2 separate regions of the Mus musculus genome follow, and region 1 is linked to region 2. Evidence: chromatin contacts called from public targeted proximity ligation data. All regions are on one chromosome and are shown on one strand. The core of a region is the stretch at or near the end of the contact, and the rest is flanking DNA. Distances in the headings are between cores, read along the strand shown.

What was found.
Region 1: a targeted proximity ligation map of embryonic forebrain shows a contact between it and region 2, with 5 times the contacts expected there. A contact is called at or near these places in 3 of 39 promoter capture datasets (the C10 cell line, cranial neural crest and pre-B cells) and 2 of 130 datasets of targeted methods (astrocytes and embryonic forebrain).

The regions. Positions count from the first base shown.
Region 1 is chr19:40,511,785-40,517,109 of GRCm38.p6, reverse strand. It overlaps Sorbs1 (sorbin and SH3 domain containing 1), which reads left to right and starts at 3,374. Exons shown (of 29, transcript NM_178362.1): 1 at 3,374-3,739.
Region 2 is chr19:38,393,764-38,398,388 of GRCm38.p6, reverse strand. It overlaps Slc35g1 (solute carrier family 35, member G1), which reads right to left and starts at 2,409. Exons shown (of 3, transcript NM_175507.3): 1 at 2,088-2,409. The coding sequence starts at 2,274.

The DNA.
Region 1 (5,325 bases), core at 2,125-4,624, 2.1 Mb before region 2:
CCCATCAGTCACTAATTAAGAAAATGCCCTATAGTCCTATCTTATGAAGGCATAGCCTTCATTGAGATTTCCTTCTCTCTGATGACACTACCTTGTGTCAAGTTGACATAAAACTAACCAGCACAGCCTACGTGAACTTGACTGGCTCTCTGCCTCCTTTAGGCCTCACCTTGGGGCAACAGGGAGAGGACAGAACTTACTCTTGCCACATCTATAACACCAGGCCTCCCTCCCAGATGAATCAGTGAATGGCTGGAGATAGGAATGAGTCGGTCTAATTAAACCTAATAATCCCTTAGGTTGCTTTTATTGTGAACTATTATTAGACCACAGTTTGGGAGTTGCTCTTTGAAACTGGGTCTCACTGGGTCTCACTGGGTCTCACTGGGTCTCACTGGGTCTCACTGGGTCTCACTGGGTCTCACTGGGTAGCCTAAGCCAACTCTGAACATTTGCCCCAGCCTTCCAAGTGCTGTTATCACAGAAGCAAGCTACCACATTCTGGTCTTCATGGAAGAGATGTCTTAGAAATGTTTTGAGGTAGAAGGTTTTGCTTCCTCTCTGTCTCTTCTACTTGCCACCTTCCTGTCTTTTCCAGATTTCTCCGTCTCTCTTAGACACCTCATTTTATGCTTTCCAGTGAGGAATGGGACACTTGCTGAAGCTACTAAGGGGTTAGTTCAAGAGTTCAACCTCTTTTTAGGTCTCTTGAGTTTCAGTTTTCTCATTTCTAAGAATGGCCTTGAGTAGAATTCAAATTTTCCTGAGTACAGTCTGGTGTTTCGTTTTTAAATTATTATTTTTTTAAAAAGTTCACTGGATAATCTGATAACTTTTTATTTGTTTGTTTGTTTGTTTGTTTGTTTTTCAAGATAGAGTTTTACTCTGTAGCCTGGGCTCTCCTGGAACTCATTCAGTAGATCAGGCTGGCCTTGAACTCAGAGATCTGCTTGCCTCTGTCTCTGGGATTAAAGGCATGTGCCACCACCACTTGGCTTGACAGATGTTTATAAAGGGAAAAAAAAATCAGAAAAACAAAGATGAACAAAAATATTTATACATAATTCTAGAGGAAAAATTGTAATGAGATTTTACACATCAGTTTTCAGTCATCCTTCCCATTCAATAATATAAGCATTTTTGAGTTTTGCTATGGCAACAGTGGGCCATGGCGGCTTACTGATGGTTGTGAGCTATTGTGTGTGCACTAGAAACTGAACTGGGTACTCAGCAAGAGAATAAGCGCTCTGAACTATTAAGCCAATTCCACAGCTCCCCACCCCTTTAAAATTACCAAAAATACTTCCTCATTTTTCATAGCTACCTAGTGTTCTGTTAAATGGTGCATATTTAATGTATATAAGTACAGTGTAGTTGTCTTCAGACACAACAGAAGAGGGCATCAGATCCCATTACATACAGACGGTTGTGAGCTAACATGTGGATGCTGGGAATTGAACCCTGGACCTCTGGAAGAAGAGTCAGTGCTCTTAACCACTGAGTCATCTCTCCAGCCCCAAACGGAACATTGAGTTGTTCTGACATTGTGTGTGTGTGTGTGTGTGTGTGTGTGTGTGTGTGTGTGTGTGTGTGTTCTAAACCTTGTTGCCTGGATTTGGTAGGTAGATAACTCTCAGTTTCTCTGCCTTCTATTTCCTACCTCTTTGGCTAATCTCCTAGTATCACTGTGCCTTTAGCTATGTTGTTGTTAGATGTGTAGCGGTGCATATAAAGCTCACAGCCCTGGTGCAACAGTGCACTGTTAATACAGGCACATTCATACTTGCTGCTTTATTATTTTATAGACCAGAGAGCTGTTTGTCCAGACTGTAGCATAAGGTAACAGCAGAGCCTGGGAAGTGTGTTTTACAAAGCAACAGGATGAGGTCTGGGCGAGGCAGAGCCCTGTGCTGAGGGACCCCGGGTTCTCTGGAGGCTTCTTGTTTCCTTGGTTATAGCACGAGCTCCCAGACAGCTAGAAGTCTTCAATTAAAATACACAGACAACAGAATTGAGGACAGCAGGTGCTCAGCCAGGACCTGTCACTGTTCCCTGACATCTAACAACCTTTACAGACAGGGTTCCCCTTGCCTGTGCAGTCACTAGGTCCTATTCTTACCCCACCACACAGCCTGCTAACTAGGAACACAGTTGGGCTGAAGATTCTTGCCCAAGATAGCAGAAAAGAATTAATTGTGCTCAGGTGACTATTCTGTTGTGTTGGAAAGTTGTAAGTCAACTTGACACAGGCTAAGGTCATCTGAGGGGAGGGAACCACAATTAAGAAAATGCCTCCGTAAGATGGGGCTGTAGGCAAGCCTGTAGGGCATTTTTAAAATTAGTGACTGATGGGGGAGGTTCCAACCCATTGTGGATGGGCCATCCTGAGCTCATGGTCTTGGATTCTATATGAAAACAGACTAAGCAAGCCATGGAGAGCAAGCCAGTATGCGGTATCCCTCTGTATCAGCTTCCTGACTCCTGCCCTGTTTGAGTTCCTGTCCTGACTTCCTTCAATGGGGAGCAGTGTTGTGGAAGTGTAAGCCAAATAAACTCTTTTCTCCCCAATTTGCAGAGTGGTGCAGCCAATAATCCGCTCTAGAGGCTGAGTCAGGAGGTTGGCCTGGGGTGTGAGTATGTGGGGCAGCCTCTAATCCCAGAAGGTGGGATTAAGGATCATCTTTGGCTGCACGGTGAGTTTGAGGCCGCGCTAGAATACGTGAGCCGCCTGTCCAAAAATAAATAAATAAATAAATAAATAAATAAATAAATAAATAAATAAAGACTAAAACGAGAAACTAGTAACAACGTCTTTTTCACAAGGCTGGGAAAATCAAATGAGAAAATAGGGAGCATTAGGCAACTGTCTGGTAGAATATAATCAGACTGACAGTGCCATTGGCAAGCTTTTATTCACTACATTTTATCAAGAGGAATTATGGTGCCATTTTACAGATCAGCAAAAGGGCACAGGGTTAAGTAATTTGTTTATAGCTAGGACACACTGTTATTTTACGCTTACTGTTCTTTTCAAGCTCTCTGTGGGCAAACCCTTATAGAGACCACAGGGCCAGCGTCTGGAGTCACTCGCGGGCAGCCCAGGGTAGAAAGGGTTAGCGGGTGCGCGCGCGACATCCGCGGGAACCCGCGGGCGCGCGCCCCGCTCACAGGGACGCAGGCTTGGCGGCGGGCTCTTCCTCGCCTCCCCATTGGCGCACACGCCCCTTCCTGTCACGGCCGGCCAGGCCCCGCCCCCTGGGCGCTGCCGGAGTGGACGGTTCCAGGCCATGCTAATGAGGGGCTGGTCGCCGCCGCCCATTGGCCGGCCCCAGTGTCGGTGAAGTCAGCTCGGAGTAGCAGAAAAACAGAGCGGGGCTGACTGTAGCGTGGAGCGCGAGCCGGGCTGGACGCGCGCAAGCCCTTGCCGGGGACCCGCGAGGTAAGCGGGCGGCGGCTGCGCTCTCCGGCGGCAGCTCCCGGGCGGGCGCAGCGGGCCCCCGGAGCGGTGCCTTTGTTCAGCGCGCGGAGGAGGTGCTTTTAAAGGGCCAGCTGTTGGAAGGACCTGGGGGCCCCCCTTCTCCCAGAGCATCCCCGGGTGGCCGCGGGGGACCTTCGCCGAGCCGTGTCTCCCGGCTGCTCTGTGTCCCCTCTCCCCGTCCCTTCAAGAAAAGTTGCTAGGACGCGGGGAGGTTTGGGGATTCCAGGTTTCTTTATGCCTTTTCGTTTTTGGTAGGTGAAGGTAAGTGCGATCATGGCCTCTGCTTAGGAGGGAATGTCCGCCCGCTTCAGCCTGGCTGCAGTGTGGGTGGATGGAGACGGGAGAGCCCTGGTGGGTTTGCGCTGGAAAGTGAAACTACTGAGGGTCTTTTCTGCAGTGGCCAAAGGAAGAAGGGCGCAAGTGTCAGGATGGAGGCATCTCAGGTGTATTCATTCATCAGCACACCCTTCCACTCCATCACCTAAGCCGAGGGCGGCGGGAGGGGGGCAAGCACTACGCTGCTGGCCCAGACCAGCCTGCATCCGAGCGTGTTGGTGGGTGTGTGTCTGGGTATACGGTGCTTCCGCTCACCGCCCAGGCCCCTTCATGCTTCCCTGGATGACTGGATGACAGCATCTTGCAGGGCAGCCCATCACCAAAGGGACCTAAAGCTACTCCTTTCTCTTATTTCCCAGGCTGTCCCTCCCGGGGTTTCCACGGTCTTTTCCCTGATAAGCGGTGGTGACATTCGAGATAGGAGGGAAAGGAGGCTTTAAAGTCATTATGCTTCTTTGAAGGGCGACGTGCTGTCGATTTCTGTATCCTGGAACCTCTGCGTGTCATACTATGCCTTTGAAATTCATCAGTGCTTTTTCCGGGCGGACAGAATTTATTATGCATTGCTACATAGAAGCAGAAGATCCCTCTGAGCCGGCTCATTCCATCCTGTCCGAGGGTTTTCCCAGCATGTTCTGGACGAGCCTTTGGATTTTTGTTTGAATCGCTGAGCTCTGGGTTGCCCCTGTTGTCACACGGCCGACCTACTGAAATTGCTAAAATTGATTTCAGTCAGTAGGCGGGATGTTCATCTAGAGACACCATAGAACCTGCCAGGCATGTTAGGCCGCTGACTGATCCCCCCCCCCCCCCCCCGCCCATCTTCCAGTCCCCAACACTGGTGTGTCCTTTTTCTTCCTTGGAGAAGGCCAGGGACAGCTTGTCTGACCACATGCTTTTTTTGATTTTTTAAAATACCTCTCTTTACATTTAAGTGTGTGTTTTGGCTGGAAAGATATCGAGGTGGTGATTGAAGGGTGGATTAAAAGTGGGGTGGACAGCAGCAGGGGACAGCCGTGCCAATGACAGAAAACACACATTGGGAGATTTTATAGCTTCAGCCTTCAGTGAGTGAGTGAGTGAGTGAGATGTCTACAGGGTGAGGTGTGTTGGCTGTGAGGGGGAGGGGTGGAGGAGGAAGATACTGCCAACAGTTTTTTGCCCCACCCTCCTGCTGCCGCCTTAAATAACTCCTGGCCAGCCCAGCCCTGAGGTCTTTTTGAGCCTGAGGGGAGAAAGGTGGTCTGTTAGCCCACCTCTGCCTGGGGCACCTTTGATGCAGATTAGGAAGGGTTAGTAGTTCTTAGGGTAGGGGGTCAAAGATGGTATATTCCTTAGCCTAAGGACTCGTGGTAACAGTCTGGTGACTTCCCTGCAGGCAATTAGTACCTGAATGAAGTGCTGGTCGACCTCTGTAGGACAACCCCCTTTTGTTGGCTCTACCTCCTTTTTTTTTTTTTTTTTTTTTTTTTTGCTAAAGCAAGTTGAATTTCTGTAAACTTTTTGAAGAG
Region 2 (4,625 bases), core at 1,160-3,659:
ACAAAAAAAGAATTATAACAGTGTAATATTTAACTCCAAAAGTGGGTTTTTTGCTTTAAAATATTTTCTATGTATATAAGATATATGTATGTGTGTGCATTTATTTATTTATTCATTTATGTATTTAGAGGCAGGATCTCCCTATATGGCCCGGGCGGTCCTAGATCAGGCTGGCCTCCAATTCAGAGTCCCACTTCCCCTCTCTCCAAAGACTTGTGCCACCATGCCCAAATAAAAAAACATACAAATATTTAAGGTTCCTGTTTTCTGATTATGTACAGGCAGGTAACAGAGGGTTGAATCGAAATGGATTGTTAGTGAAGACAAGGAATAGTTCTGTTTGGGCAACCTCAGTTTCTTATTACATGATAATTTCAATTCCCTGTGAAAATGGTGACCAGCAAAGCAGCCCAAAGAGGCATTTTCTCATGTATACCACGCTAACATCCACTGAAAGGTGTATCTAATCACTCTACACAAGTTGAGCGTTTAATGACTCAAATTAAGCAGTCACCAGACAACTTCCAGAAGAGGGTAAAAAAACCTTTTTTTTACTTGGCTTCTCCACACTGCAGTAACCTGGACCTGATTTAGGATCACGGGGGTAACTTAGGTTTGGAACTTTGTAGATGCTAGCTGAAGGCCTGGTACACTATGCCAAGTGCTCACTCCAGCAGGAAAATGGGGTGCACAGGGCTAAGACAACTCTCTCTCTTTAGTACAGACTCTACACTGTACGGGAAACAGCAAACAAGAATCAGCAAACCTCTAAACTGGGTAAGGGTATCCAGTTCCAACCTAAGCTTGAAGGTGAGTTTTGTTAAGAAACCACTAAGATCTAGAGTCTGAAAGCCAGGCATAATGATGGAGGCCCTTAACCCCAGCACTCAAGGAGGCTTAGGCAAGACAACAGAGTGTGAGCCAGCCTAGACTGCACACAGAGTCTAAAATGAGCCAGTCAAAAATCCAATGCCAACTTTTGGCTTATAGTGGCTTGTGCTTTGTTTTCAAAATAACTGTTAGAAACTTGTCTTGAAATTGAAGGGCAAGATTCCTGGGCATTCACGATGTGCTGACATTTTTAGCACGTGCTGCCTGAGTAAGTATGCAGACCCCTTCATTCATGCCCGAATGGAAAACTAAAGAGTTTGCAAGGCCCAGTTCCACATTAGGCCAGAATGACATCCACCCATAGGGTGACTAGAAAAAAAACTGACCTCAGGAGCTCCCGGGTTAGTCAGCCCAACATGGGGTAACCTATCCATGCAAACAAAATCAGAAACCCGAGATCTTTTCTCTTTGCTTTCAGGACAGAAATGTAGCAATACTCATCTCCCCGAGACTTTTCTCTCTTAACTCAGAAAAACACAACTAAGAAGGTAGGAACCTGAGTGGGACAAGAGGCACAGAAGTCGTAGGGCATATTCAGGGGAAGAGACCCCGGAGATTAGATTGAGAAAGGTCTAAAAGATGGGCTTCTTACTGGAAAGCTATTTAGTGGAAAGGGCCCTAGGCAGACAGAGTCTCTGGCAAAAGTAGAGAGCCTTACCTAGTGCTGTCTGGACCTGCCCTACCCAGACCTTGGCAGATGGAGGTGGGGTGAGACCGAATCCCGAACCCCCATCTTCCACGGCCTCTCTTTACTTCTTTGTTAGGGGAATTTGAACGAAAGTTAAGGGTTCTTCACCGAGGCTCCTCGCAAGGTGTACCTCGTTTTAAGCCAGTAGCTAAAAAGTCCCCCTGTCCCCCCAAAGCTTGAGGGTCAGTGGTCCACTGAACTCTTCCTCTCTGCGATGCTGAGATTCCGTGACAAACACTTCCAGAACTCCAGTCTTTCCAACTTGGTTCAGGAAGATCGGTTTACACCCACGATGTGGGTTCCAAGTCGGCTTCCTGCCACCCGCTGCCTGGCCCCTCTCGGTGACCTTTCACCTCTGACTGCCACTGGACTGCGAGGTCCTGTCCCCCACCCCCCCACCCCCCACCCCCCGTCACCAATTTGGGGTTATTAACACTCGGAAACTTTCTGGGTCTCGGCTCAGGCCGGTGCGCAGAGGACCAGACCGACCCCGCCCGCCCGCACTCACCGGGCTCCCCACGCGAGCCGCACGCCCAGGCTCCACACGGCCAGCACCTGCCGCGGCCAGGGGCGCCCTCCGCCTCGACGTCCACGTGCTCCTCGCCGGGGGACGCCGGGTCCGCGAGCTGCAGCTCGGGCTCGCGCAGCTCCACCGCCTCGGCTGCAAGCTCCGCCGCGCTCTCCGGGGGCCCCATCCCGCAGCCCGCGCTCTCCCCGCAGCCGCGCGCCTTCTGGCGCCCGCAGCTGCCGCCCGGCCGCTCGGCTCTTCCGGCCCCCGGCGAGCCGGTGCGTGTGCGCGTGCGCGTGCGCCCGGCTCCGCGCGCTTGTCCTCCGCTGCCCTCCCGCCCCGGGGAGCCCGCCGCCTGCGCTCGCTCGTGCTCTCCGGCTGCGGTGGCTACAGCTGGCGCGGTGACTGTCCCCCACCCCCACCCCAGGGCAGTCGGGCTAGACAGCACACTGGTCCTCCTCTGTCTTTGCACAGACAGGGAGGGACGCTTGGTTCTCAGCCCTGGCGCCTCGGGTCTTGGGGCCTTCTGCTGCTTTAGAAAGACTGTACCTCTGAGCTGGGCGTGGTAGCCCACGCCCTTACTCCCAGCAGTTAGGGACAGAGGCATGTGGGTTTGTGAGTTCAAAGCCAGCTAAGGCTGTATAGTGAGACGCCCTCCCTAAATAAATACATGAATTAAATTAAATTAAATTAAATTAAAAGGGACTGAGTGTCTGTTTACTGATATGGATCACCTCTGTGATGCCCCGAGGACTTCTAAGCATTATGTGAGTTTTTAAACACACTTCGACCTGTCCAAGAATTTAAGGTGTAAACATAAAGATTGAAACATAAAATTGAAAAGGAGGGCTCTTTAAAAATGCAAGGCACCTGGGTGTGGTGGCAAATTGAGTGAAGAGGATCTTTGTGACTTCAAGGCCAGCCTGGTCTACAGAGCGAGTTCCAGGAAAGCCCTGGCAGCACAGAGAAACCCTTTCTCCACAAAACCAAAACCAACCATCCAAACAAACAAAAATTGCAAGGCAAAGGGGGCTGTCTCAACAAACTGAGACAAGTAGCTACCTCAGCTCTGTTAGCTCCAGATTTCAAAGAAAGAGACCGATATTCCAAGTGAAGGGCCTAGGCGGGGTAAATTTTACTCTTGATGAACTAACCAGTACCCCGAGCTCTTGACTCTAGCTGCATATGTATCAGAAGATGGCCTAGTCGGCCATCACTGGAAAGAGAGGCCCATTGGACACGCAAACTTTATATGCCCCAGTACAGGGGAACGCCAGGGCCAAAAAGGGGGAGTGGGTGGGTAGGGGAGTGGGGGTGGGTGGGTATGGGGGACTTTTGGTATAGCATTGGAAATGTAAATGAGCTAAATACCTAATAAAAAATGGAAAAAAAAAAAAGAGGGTGTACTCTGAAGATGGAACTCGTAGACAGGAAATGCATTTATTTTTCATTCCCCCTTAGATGGGACTTCGTCTTTTTCCCCATTGGCTGGGGTCAAACCTCACAGTCTTATTCCATCGCCAGTTTTTTAAGAACTGGCCCTCTTGAAATGAAGGAAGAAGGGGAAAGGGGAAGCTGATCTTTGGTTCTGCAATTCCTGGAATATAGCACTGGGCTTTGTGTAAACAGACATTTTAATGGGTGGTGGGAAAGATGGAAACATTTGCGTATGGGTGAGATAAAAGGACGTTGATTCCTTCTCCTAAACTCGTTTTATAAGTATTTGATAGAAAAGACTCATATTTAATATTTCTTAGAAATTCCTCCTCTTTAAAAAAAAAATACTTTTCCAAACTCACTGAAGTGTTAGCTCTTGCAGAGCAGTGGTGGTACAGGCCTTTAATCCCAGCACTTGGGAGGCAGAGGCAGGCAGATTTCTGAGTTTGAGGCCATCCTGGTCTATAGAGTTCCAAGACTGCCAGGGCTACACAGAGAAACCCTATCTTCAAACAAACTGTTGCGCCCACCTCGGCAAGGAAAACGCAACACTGTCGGATTCTTCTCAACAGCTTTATTGCAGGAACGCCTTGATGCTGCTACGGGAACCCAGGGAGGACTCCTTATATACACCCCAGCACAGGGAAAAGCTTTGTGTCCTCCTGGGATTGGTCAGTCTGCCCGGCACCTTAATTTGCATGCACCCGCAAAGGGGTTGGCGCCAGATTTGGGCTAGCACCTGCAGAGCACAGCCACGGTGTACCGGAAACCCGTGCCATCTTTTGGGCATCGGCTGCCTACAACAAACAAACAATGCCTGCTGTTTTTCTGTCCTATCTTGGAATAAGAAATTGCAATAGTAAGACTAGTCCTCTGGAACAAAAATTAATGATTCCATATATTTCATTAGCATGTTTAAGATGAGCCTGATTGCAAGGGCTGGCTCCTTGGCCAAGAGATTGGCAGAGCCCCATTGAAATGTTAGTTCTGTGCCCAGGCCCAAAATTAAATTCTCTTGACCAGGGATTTCCCCTTAGAGGCCTTCATTGCTACTTTCGCATCCCTAAAGAGGTAACCCTAGATCATCTAGGACCCAGATCA